2 separate regions of the Mus musculus genome follow, and region 1 is linked to region 2. A link is a contact called in public HiChIP or PLAC-seq data. All regions are on one chromosome and are shown on one strand. The core of a region is the stretch at or near the end of the contact, and the rest is flanking DNA. Distances in the headings are between cores, read along the strand shown. Region 1 has its middle 19 kb from the start of Gm40186. Region 2 holds the start of Lhx8 (LIM homeobox protein 8).

Region 1 (5,426 bases), core at 2,381-4,880, 220 kb after region 2:
CTCTCCTGTTAAGGCATACTAGCTTAGCCTGCATGAACCCCAATAATCATAGGATCTTATTTTCAAAATAAGGGAGTCAGAGGTTGGGAGATGAGTAGCTTTGAGCATCCATTTCACTGCCTGCCACACTGTTCATCAAACATCAATTATAGCATAAAATCTAGTATTGTAATGCCACAAAGTTAGCAAAAACAGCCTTGTGTCATTTGGTAGCTGGGTTTTGGAGACTGTGCCTGCAAAAGCTAAAGCGAAGGAAGTATTAATGCCAAATAAAGAACCAAATAAGAAACAAAGATGCCAATAGAACTCTAAGATAAAATGAAACCCGGAGCAACCACTTTGCAATAAAACACTACAGGCTGTCCTTATGACATCAGGCAAAGAGGGAGAGCAGGAACCAGGTATAGAAAGTAAAGACCAAAGGGAAAAGATCGGTGCATGCTCACATGTAAGTAGTTTCAGGGAAACAATATCATTAGGCCAAAGCACCAATGCTTACAGAAATGTGTTTGTGGTCTACACCGCAAGAACTGCCGAAGTCAAATAAACTAGGAGATGAACAAGCAAAAAAGGCAAAAGCAAGAATGCTCAGGAGTGTGAGCAGTTACAGAAATGGAGAAATATGCTCAGGATCATTATAATCAGGGAATCTCAAATTAAAACTTCAGTGAGGCATAATTTTATAACGATTACAGACAGAATAATTAATGAGATTACATCGAGTGTTGGGGAATGTATTTTTTTTGTTATTGCTGCTGTTATAAAATGCCTGACAGAAGTACTAGAGGGAAGAAAGGAAGGAAGGAAGGAAGGAAGGAAGGAAGGAAGGAAGGAAGGAAGGAAGGAAGGAAGGAAGAGATTGTCTTGGTTCACAGTTTGAGGGATAGAGTCCTTGTAACTGGAGAAGAATGACTGACTGTACAGGAGAAAGGCCATTGATCACGTGATGTCTGAAGTCAGTCACAAAACTCGGAGGCGGAATTTCTGGTATTCAGCTTACTTCCTGCTTTTTATTTGTCCCAGGACCCCAGATCTAGGAGGTGCCACCCACATTCAGAGTAGCTTTCTCTTAGTAAAACCTCCCTGGAAACTCCCACACAGACATGTTTAGAGGTGCTTCTCTTGGGTGGTTCTAAATTCATTCCCGTTGAAGAGAAGATAACATCACAGCTGGGATGAAGGAAACTAGGAACTCTTGGCTAATGAGAGCATGAGTTGTCACAACCCGTTTAGAAAAGAGTTTGGCATCATACCGAAAGGTTGAACATTACTGTTCAACAGGATATAGCAGCTTGACTCCAGACTTCTCTAGAAAAACACATGTATAAAATGTTTAACAAGCAAATATGATTTCCTTTCTCCAAACTGGGGTGAGTCTAGAAGTCATTAAGGCCGAGTCCCAGGGGAGGTCTATGTTCTTTACATAAAGGGCAAAGAGCTCTATATCTGCACGTATCCATGGTTGTTATGAATGAATGCTGCAAACAAGCAAATGGGAAAAGATGCAAAGATGACAGGATATATGCAGCCAAAGGTCAGGGAGAGAAATTACTGGGCAATTTCAACAACTTCAGTGTGCAGCGTCCAGGAGCACGCACCGTGCACTACAGGTGGAAACTCAGGTAGGACGGAAGTTCTTGGGGCTGAGGCTGGCTGAGGCAGGGACCATGGGACAAGGCCCCAGCTACATGCTCATATTTGGCTTAAGAGGGAATGCCAATTGTACTTTTAAAGATTCTAGTATCCTCTTCACCTTGATTATAGAAGATCTCAGTCTGTTATAGGACATTTTGTCTTTTTCTCTATGTTTTATATTTCAAATGAAGTGTCTTAAAATTTCTGAAAGGAAACAAAGTCAGTGGTGGGCAAGAGAGAAGAGCCAAGCATTGGAAGAAAATTCTCTTGAAGTAAAAGCCATCACGATCACATTTGTTTTTAAAAAGCATTTACTACAGGTTTGCTCTGGGACTTATCTTCCTGTTAAGAACTGGGCAGAATCCTATTTTTAACCTGTGCCAGTAGTAATTTAACCTGTGCCAGGGTTATTTAGTGGGGGAACATGATGCCTTATGACTTCAATCAGCTGAAGTCAAACCCAATCGAGGGGCTTTATTTTGTGTAATACAGACCAGAGCGAGCCTTTGGTAACTGCAGGACGGTTCCTGCCTAATTGGATGGCTGCTGAGTCTTTTCAGGACATCCTCTGCCCGCTCACTCGGCTCCTTCCGCATCATTCAAAGCTAAACCAGCTGCAGTAATGAATGTAAAGGCTTCCTGCTCTCAGTTGCCTCCTGATTCCTCCGCTAAATGCGGCTTGTCGCTTTCAATTTAGGCAAACATCATTACACAACCCAACTCCTTCTTTACGAGTTTCCTAGGAGGATCTCGGAGCTCCTAGCCCACTTGAAGGAGGCTAGGCAGTCTGTCTAGAAGATTCTAGATGTGGTATTAGTCCCACTGTACAGATTGGACAAATGGGTGATTTTTCTCCTTCTTGATCCTGCATCGTTATTTGCTTTCAGAGCCTGTGGTGTTGCTCAAGGGTGTTGCTTTGTGATTAGCTAGTTACTAGGAGCCATTCAAATGCAGATGCGATGCTGAGCGCTCCTCCGGGGGAGGGGAGTTTCAGAAAAAATGTTTCAGAGTTAAAATCCAACCCTGAACCTTGTGCTGGTGTAACTGACAGGGATTTCAGTCTGTTTCCACTGTAGGATGTGGGTGGTCTCTGCTGTGGACCCTGGTGGGCTGCCCCGCAAACTGAATAGAAACTGAAAAGGAAGGAGGTACCTGAAGAGAGGGGGAGGGGGCCTACGGAGGCTTAGGTAGGGGTAGGAAAGGATCTCCCAGGGCAGTTAGTTCTTGGAAAGGAAGCAAGAAACAGCTGAGTTATAAGGATACGTTACGGTGAAGGCTTTCCACTACCCAGCAAGAATGATCCCTGGGACACTGTCAGATCTCAGATCGGGACTCTTGTTGACACTGTCACATCATCACTTGGTTTTGATAAACCTCTAACAGTGTGACTCAGACCTTTTAGCTAATGTCTCTGGTTCTCATCTTCTACACCGGTCAACAGATAATACAGTTCTCATCGCCCTGGACCATACCTGGTCCTTAGTGCACAATCAAGCCCATTGCTGAGGCTGAAATAAATTGTCATGGTTACTTGTGAGACCAGAACGATTAATCTGGCTCTATTAGAAGAATAAGACAATTAATGGCTTAACCATGCAACATTTATTATTATAAAATGAGCTTTTCGTCCTCAGCAGACAGATACCACTTTTCATGCCTGCAGCCATTAATTAGACTTAGACTCTAAATAGGAACGTTCCAGAGAAACCTTGTGAGGTTTTGCTCTCTTGCCCTTTTTCCTGACAGATTTGGATCTCTACTCCATCAGGCCTATATCTTAAGTCTCTTTGTTAGGGACCAGCAATAAATTACCTGAGGTCAAGTTCTGTTTATACAGTGGACGGTTCTGAGAGAATTCCCTTCTTGACTTAATCGCTTCCTTTCGGGTGACATTTCTCCCTGAAAGAAGACAAATTGTCCAGGGTCAGCCTGCAGATCAGCTCCGAGTGTAAGAGGAAATTGTAGTGGATCAGCCAAATTGCACCAGCTCCTCCAACCAGCTTCCGGGAGCACGCCGCCAGTCAGGGGCTGCCCTGAGGGACCAGCAGGGCAGCCTGGGGCTGTCCCTGCAAGAACAGTTTTCCAACCTTTCTCTTCAGGCTGCTCTTGCTTGAGGTTTCCTAAACGTGCAGGGTTTTCCTGAGTTGCTTTGAAAGTCCACCTCTTACCTAACATCTGATTCAGGCATCTGAAGGGAAGAGTGCCTGAGGTGAGACACTTGTGGGCTTGAATCTGTCTGGTCTCTCGGTTAGAGTGGCAGAGTGAACTCCAAATTGCCATTTTAACAAAGAAGGAACTTGAGAAATTAGAAGTAGACTTACAGTCCTTGATGGCTTTCAGAGCACTAAAAAATAGAGTCATTATTCTTAAAGGTGAATGTCTCCTACAAGACATTATTTTCCTTTATTTTTATTTATTTTTAAGGCCACTTTTTATTAGATACTTTTTAATTTACATTTCAAAAGTTATCCCCTCTCCTAGTTTCCCCTCTGAAAATCCCCTCCCCCTCCCCCTGCTCCCCAATTCACCCACTCCTGCTTCCTGACCCTGGCACTCCCTATACTGGGGTATAGAACCTTCACAGGACCAAGGGCTGCTCCTCCCATTGATGACCAACTAGGCCATCCTCTGCTACATATGCAGCTAGAGACATGAGTCCCACCATGAGTTTTCTTTGATTGGTGGTTTAGTCCCAGGGAGTACTGGTTAGATCATATTGTCATTCCTCCTATGGGGCTGCAAACCCCTTTAGTTCCTTGGGTCTTTTCTCTAGCTCTTTCATTGCGGACCCTGTGCTCACTCCCATGAATGGCTGTGAACATCCACTTCTGTATTTATCAGGCACTAGCAGAGCCTCTCAGGAGACAGCTACATCAGGCTCCTGTCAGCAAGCTCTTGTTGGCATCCGCAATGGTGTCTGGGTTTATGGGATGGCTCCCCAGGTGGGGCAGTCTCTGGATGGTCACTCCTTCAGTCTCTTCTGCACACTTTGTCTCTGTAACTCATTCCATGGGTATTTGGTTCCCCTTTCTAATACGGATCAAAGTATCCACACTTTGGTCTTCCTTCTTCTTGAGTTTCATGTGTTTTGCAAATTGACAATGTTATTTTAAAAACTTTGTTCATTGTATATTTACAGGGAAGTGGAATATACCTTGTTCATTGTGTATACCAGAGAAGCCATCGCTTTTCTCCCTTAAAGGAAAATCTCAGAGAAGAGAGAGAAATAACTCGCACGTCTCTTTTTAATTAAGCATTTCGCCCTTTGAAGTTAACTCTGATTTTTTTCACGTTGGTGATGTAATTTATGTAAATAATCGTCTATCTATGGAAGGAGCGCGTCTGTCAAAAGCTGAAATAAAAAACATCCGTCATTTTGAAGTGATTAACATTCTCCAGATGTCTACATCATCAGATTTCGGGAGTTTCCCTTTGTTGTGATAATGACACAGTACCCAGAGCGAGAGTGTTTACTTTTTTGTATGGGTCAAACGCAGATTTTTCACAATCCTATTAAGGCATGCAGTTCATTGTAATTGTGTGTGTAGATGAAAGCATATTCTGTTATTATTATTCCTCTTAATTGTAAACTGCTGCTGGTAATTTTACTGTAAAAGCTCAAACAAAAGGAGAACACTTGAAAGGACCACCACTCCCCACTTATGTAATCAATTTATATATGTCAAGTTTGTACTGGGATGGTTATTCCCTTCTGTTACCAGACATGTGACATGCTACCACCCTGCAGCTCCGGGCCATGCACGCATGCCTACGGGTCCCTGTGCAGGCTC
Region 2 (5,040 bases), core at 605-3,104:
CCGCCCCCCACCGGGGGTACCCAGCTAATAACCGGCCTCGGTGCACAAAGCGATTGCTTTCTAGACGTCAATCACCCGGGAGCGGGGAACACCCGGCTAAAGGGGGCACGGGGCGGGGGGAGGTGGAGTGAGAGAGAAGAAAAGATGACTGAGGAGGGGGTGGGGAGAGAAACTTGATTTCTTTAATAACCTCAATTAAAAGAGCAAGACACACATATATTTTTTAAAGGGGGGGCTTTTTGAATAGGATAGCCCAAAAGGTGAAGAGGTTTAATCGGATACTTGAAAGCTAATTACAGTGGGATTTAAGAAGCCTGGTGTTTGTTCCGACAATTTGAATGAAAATGCTTCAGATTAAACGGAGCCAGCAGCTCTTTGGTAAACTTGAAGCAATTAGAACCGTAAGCGATTTACACTGGTTTCTTTAAGGTGTGAATTGCCACTTAGTGCTCAGTAAGTCAACATTTTAGCTACTAAAGGATTAGTTTTAACCAGTGCAAAAGCGGGCCGAATAATGGAAATATCCAGCTGAATTTAATTTGTTCCATTAAAAAAAAAAAAAAACTCACCCAATGCGGGTCAGAATATTTTAGAGCACGCGGACGCGTCGCTCAAGTGTCCCCAATCCCTGGCTGCACTTTCAGTTTTGTTCTATAAACGAATGCAATCTCTCTGAGAAGTCTAGTTTAGGGCGAGTGGGTCCGCGGATTCCAGCAGCCCACACCCCTCGCTTTTGCGTCCCTTTGTCTCCTTTTCCTCTGTCTTCCGAAAGCTCCAGGTGAGCCAGCGGCCGCACGCCTGGGTAGCCCCGGCGCAGCTGCTCCCGGGCGCGTCTTCGTGGACAGAAAGCATCCAGACAGAAACGCTACCCGCAACCGTCAGACAAACACGAAGCCAGCACTACTCTGCCCATGTCCAGCCGATACCCCCACCCCGGCCCTGCTCTCCAACAGTTTAGGAACCGAGTTCCACCATAAAATGCGAGCACCCACGGGTCTTGCCTCCGGAGTAGGTGACAGCTTGCCAGGTCTCCCCGTTAGGCTCGCCTCGTACTGCGAAATTTGCCCTTTTGGTATTTCCAACGAAATCGTTCTTTTGTCCCTTTCTAAGAGCGGGCGGGCCCTGGAAGACTCAAGTCCCCAGGTCTGTCGCCGCCGGGTCTCAAGCCCCACATTCACCTTATCCGTGGCAAGAGCCAGCGTTCAGCAGAGCGCAGCCATTGGTATCTGGTGCCCTGAGACAAACACCTAGACCCCCGGCCCCTGCCCCAGACTGCCGCGAACAGCCCGTCACGTAGAATACAAGCAGGACTCACGTTGCCCCGTGAGCGTCTTAGGCTCCAGGTTTCGTCTCCCAAATTAGAGTGTCCATGCCTTAGGTTAAGTGAGCCCGTGGGGAGGGGACGGAGTGATTACTACCTAACGCTACTACGTAATAAAAAAAATTGTCAGGTCTGGAGACGAGGCAGTGACAGGTAGTTTCCCAGCCTGGTTTAGGGGCCGGACAACTCTCTTCTCTCAAGGAAACTCCTATTCAACAGATCCCGCCCGGTGTAGGCTCGCTTACCTTCTCGCGGGGAACCGCCAGCTCCGGCACTTCCTTTCCCTCCAGCTTACACACAAACATCTGATCGCTCTTCCAATACATGGCCCCGCAGGCGCTGCTCGTCACATACCAGCTCCAGAGGGTCAGAGGCTGTGGGTGTCCGCAGTGTCCCCTCCTCCGCCCCCAAAGGCCAAGGAAAGCTAACAGGCAGAACAGCGATGCCACCAGTGTGTCTTGTTCCAAAAAGGCCACAGTGACCGTAACCACTCTCTGACCCACTGTTCTTCCTCTCTCAGCCACACTAAGGCCTGTCCCTCCAGGAAAAGAGGGAAAGTTGTGTTTTCCAGAGGGTGGAACCTCGCAGAGAGGAGGGGGTGTGGGGGAAAAGTCTTTTCCTGAAGGGACAGCCTCACCTCCTTATGAAAAACCCGCCTTCTCTACATGTTAAGATCTTTATCTGCACCAGACAACTTACTCTGAGTTCAGTGTTAAAGGTGGGGGGGAATTGCGGATGTCCGTTAACTTGCCTTTTTTTTTTCTTTTTAAGAATAAGCTTTCTGCCTCTGAGTTGTCTTTAAATTCTCGCTCCCCAGCCAAAACCTAAACAAAGATTCGGGTTACAGCTCTTTCAGCGGCTCACGGAGGGAAAGCGGAGGTCTTCTGGATTCCCAAGTCTTAGGTCTCCCTAAATGCGCACCAATGGTTCTCTCTACATTTTCGAAAGGTTTTCCCGTTAAGATAATGAAGGGACAAACGAAGGACTAGATTTGATTCGCGACTAGATTTGAAATCAAGGATACAAGAAAAACGAAAGTATGTTACGATTTTTTTATTTTCTTTAATTCTAGACAAACGGTATGCCATAGATAGACTGCTGCGCACTCCACATTCCCGTGCTTAAGTGTGAACGTTTGAATGTGAGTAGGGTAGAGATAATTTTTATCTGAATTGGAAAGTGTGAGGTTTTTTGTTTGTTTGTTTATGAGGTCTCACTTTGTTTATAGAAGAAAAATTTTGTAAGAAGTTATTTTTTAATTACTTTTATTTATTTGTCCCTTTAGATAAGCAAAAGAGAAACGTTTGGAATTTAAGTGATATAAGAACATCCTGGAGTCAGTTTCTCAAGCCTTATAACAAAACCATGCTTTTGTTACCTTAGTTAGACAGAAATATATGTAGTGAAACACAAGGAAGAGCAATCTTACTCCCTTGTCTTATTTTAGCGGGAGAAGAAGAACCCAGACCAGCCATCAGGGGTAGTGGAGGGGCCAGCAGCAACTAATGCTGACCACACTTTCTCTGGACAAAATGAGCATTGGGGTGGGCAGGGATTAAAGGTTTTCTTTGATTGCCCCTTTCCTCCTTAAACACAGAGGACGTTTGAACATACGCCATCTCGGCTCTCCTTTTCAGCCATTACATACACTTTCATATTAGCACCCTCTGGCCGATGCCCATCAGGAGATCTCCATTAAATTTAGCGTGGAGTATGAGGGACCTGAGATTTAAGAATCGACTGTATTCTGGTAAAGCATAGAACGGTGGAGGTTTGGACCGACTGCCCGAAAAGCTAAATAGTGGTTGTTGTTGCTGCTGCTGCTTCTGTGGCTTCTGCTGCTGATTTTCGTCAAAAGCGAAAATCAGGAGTGGGTGAGGGAATCCACATAATAAAGTATTTTCCATACGATTCTGATCAGAGATGAGAGAGAGAGAGAGAGAGAGAGAGAGAGAGAGAGAGAGAGAGAGAGAGAGAGAGAGAGACTGGTGCGGAATGCTGGCTCCAGCAGGTCGGGCGTTGGACCGACTCCCTGGATGAGGAACTAAAACTAGAGTCTAGCTTGGAGAATTACTTACAGTCTTTTGTGCTAAGTATTGCAACGTAACTCTGAAGTTCCCTTTGCCTGCTAGCGAGAATGGTCTGTGCCGGTCATCTGGAGAGCCCAGCGCGCTAGAGCTTTTGGGGGACATAGGGAGGGGGCGCCGTCGTGTACGCCGCCTTTCCACCCACCCTCGCCTAATCAGGCTGCTCTCAATCAGGTTTTCAACATACTAATCTTGATCTGAGAGCTCCTATCTCTGCATAAGTGGAGGAAATGATTCTTTTTTAGAGGCTTCCGGGCTTAGAGAAGGAGGACGTCAGACTGGAGTCTAAAGGGCTGGTCTGGCGTCCGCCCTGCTCCCGGCGCCCGGCGGGACTGCGAACTCACCAGCAGCATAATTGCCTGTGTCCAGCGCGCTCCAGGGGCTACCCCGTGGTAAGTGCGTTCCCTGTCCTGGCGACCGACCGAGGCTTTGGCTTAGGGTTTGGGCTGGAGATGGGCGGAGCAGAAAGTGAAAGTTTTTACTAGGAAAGTCAAGGCTGAGTTGTGGGGTCTTGGGCCTAATGACCTTCTGACCCTGCATATACCACTTGCTTAAAAAATGTTTAGCTTCTCCATGCCCGCAGGCAAACTAGAACTCACTGCTCCTCGGATCAGACAGAGAAAAAGTTCGCCTTCTGTTCTTTCCACATTTAAGTGTTTGAGGTAAAATTTACAAAGCACTTTTCTTAAAAAAAAAAAAAAAAATCAGAATGAGAGTTTTAGCCCCCGCACGCCAATTGAGATCAATTTTGAACGAAACACAGTAAAAATGTATATATATATTATCTTGCTTGTCTGTAGGTGGGAAAATAAATCGGCCGTGCCTTGTTGGTGCCTTCCTATTGGACTGAAATTTCTAGAAGCCACTGTTCATCAAATGAAAACCAGAGAGGAAGGCCCACTAGGAGGTCGGCCAACACCCTGGATTTCCTGGCTCTCTCAAAGGATTGAATGGGGTAGGAAAGAAAACTATGTCTGTTCCGGGGCTGTGCGGCTCGCTTGCAAGTTCGGAGGCACTAAGTGTGCCCTGCTAAAACCTTGGGGTGGGGTGCAGGAAAGGGTCTGGAGCCCGTCGAGCCAGGCCTTCGTCTAGGACCCGAGAAAGAGAATCTACCTGACACTCAGAGCTTCCACCTTGGCGAAGAGCTCCCTAATTGGACGGCGAGCTGCTGAGAAATCTGCGGTCTTCTAATAACCCGTCTTCTCCTCCTTGGCGATTCCTATCAAAGGCATAAAACTGGTATTTTCATACCCGGCTCGCAAGGCAGGAGCCGTTTATGAACATCAAGCATCAATGGGGCAGAAAAAGGCTGCATTGACAGAGTTCTCTGGAGTTCGATATTTAAAAGCAATAGATCCGAATTAGAAAATTATTACTTGAAGTAGTGAAAGTCCCCGCCAATTTAACTATTGAACTCTGCGCGTCTGAGCTCCATGTGCTAACTACACTTTTGAAGGGACTTATCCCGGAACTTGAGCAAAAGGCAGGTCATACACTGGTTCTCAGCTTCTAATGTTGCCCTCTCTGGAGTTGCGATCCTCCAGAGGGCTGGCAAGGACTCACAAAATCCTAGTCTAGACAGGGCTGGAACCTGGGAAGAAGCCTAAGCGAAGTAGCTACAGTGTCCTGACC

What was found. HiChIP or PLAC-seq counts read pairs in DNA pulled down with a chosen protein or histone mark.
Region 1: an H3K4me3 HiChIP or PLAC-seq map of craniofacial prominence shows a contact between it and region 2, with 9 times the contacts expected there. The contact joins the enhancer-like site here to the promoter of Lhx8 in region 2. A contact is called at or near these places in 21 of 39 promoter capture datasets (the 3T3-L1 cell line, 3T3-L1-derived adipocytes, the C10 cell line and 12 more), 23 of 484 Hi-C or Micro-C datasets (bone marrow-derived macrophages, cerebral cortex, cortical neurons and 11 more), 18 of 115 datasets of contacts at active chromatin or transcription factors (the SCID.adh cell line, bone marrow-derived macrophages, craniofacial prominence and 10 more) and 4 of 9 other capture datasets (adipose tissue, embryonic stem cells, liver and 1 more).

What each region holds. Positions count from the first base shown.
Region 1 is chr3:154,545,456-154,550,881 of GRCm38.p6, forward strand. No RefSeq gene overlaps it. Among named protein-coding and RNA genes, the nearest start is that of Gm40186, 19 kb to the right of the region's middle. Within about 2 kb of position 3,631, at least 24 of the 459 cell types and tissues checked have an H3K27ac peak or open chromatin away from gene starts, as enhancers often do. A contact at or near this core is called in craniofacial prominence, embryonic basal ganglia, embryonic stem cells and 3 more, where this site is marked.
Region 2 is chr3:154,328,706-154,333,745 of GRCm38.p6, forward strand. It overlaps Lhx8 (LIM homeobox protein 8), which reads right to left and starts at 1,855. Exons shown (of 9, transcript NM_010713.2): 1 at 1,567-1,855. The coding sequence starts at 1,647. AI606473 (expressed sequence AI606473) reads left to right here and starts at 2,116. Exons shown (of 3, transcript NR_040387.1): 1 at 2,116-2,358; 2 at 3,654-3,800; 3 at 4,209-5,040.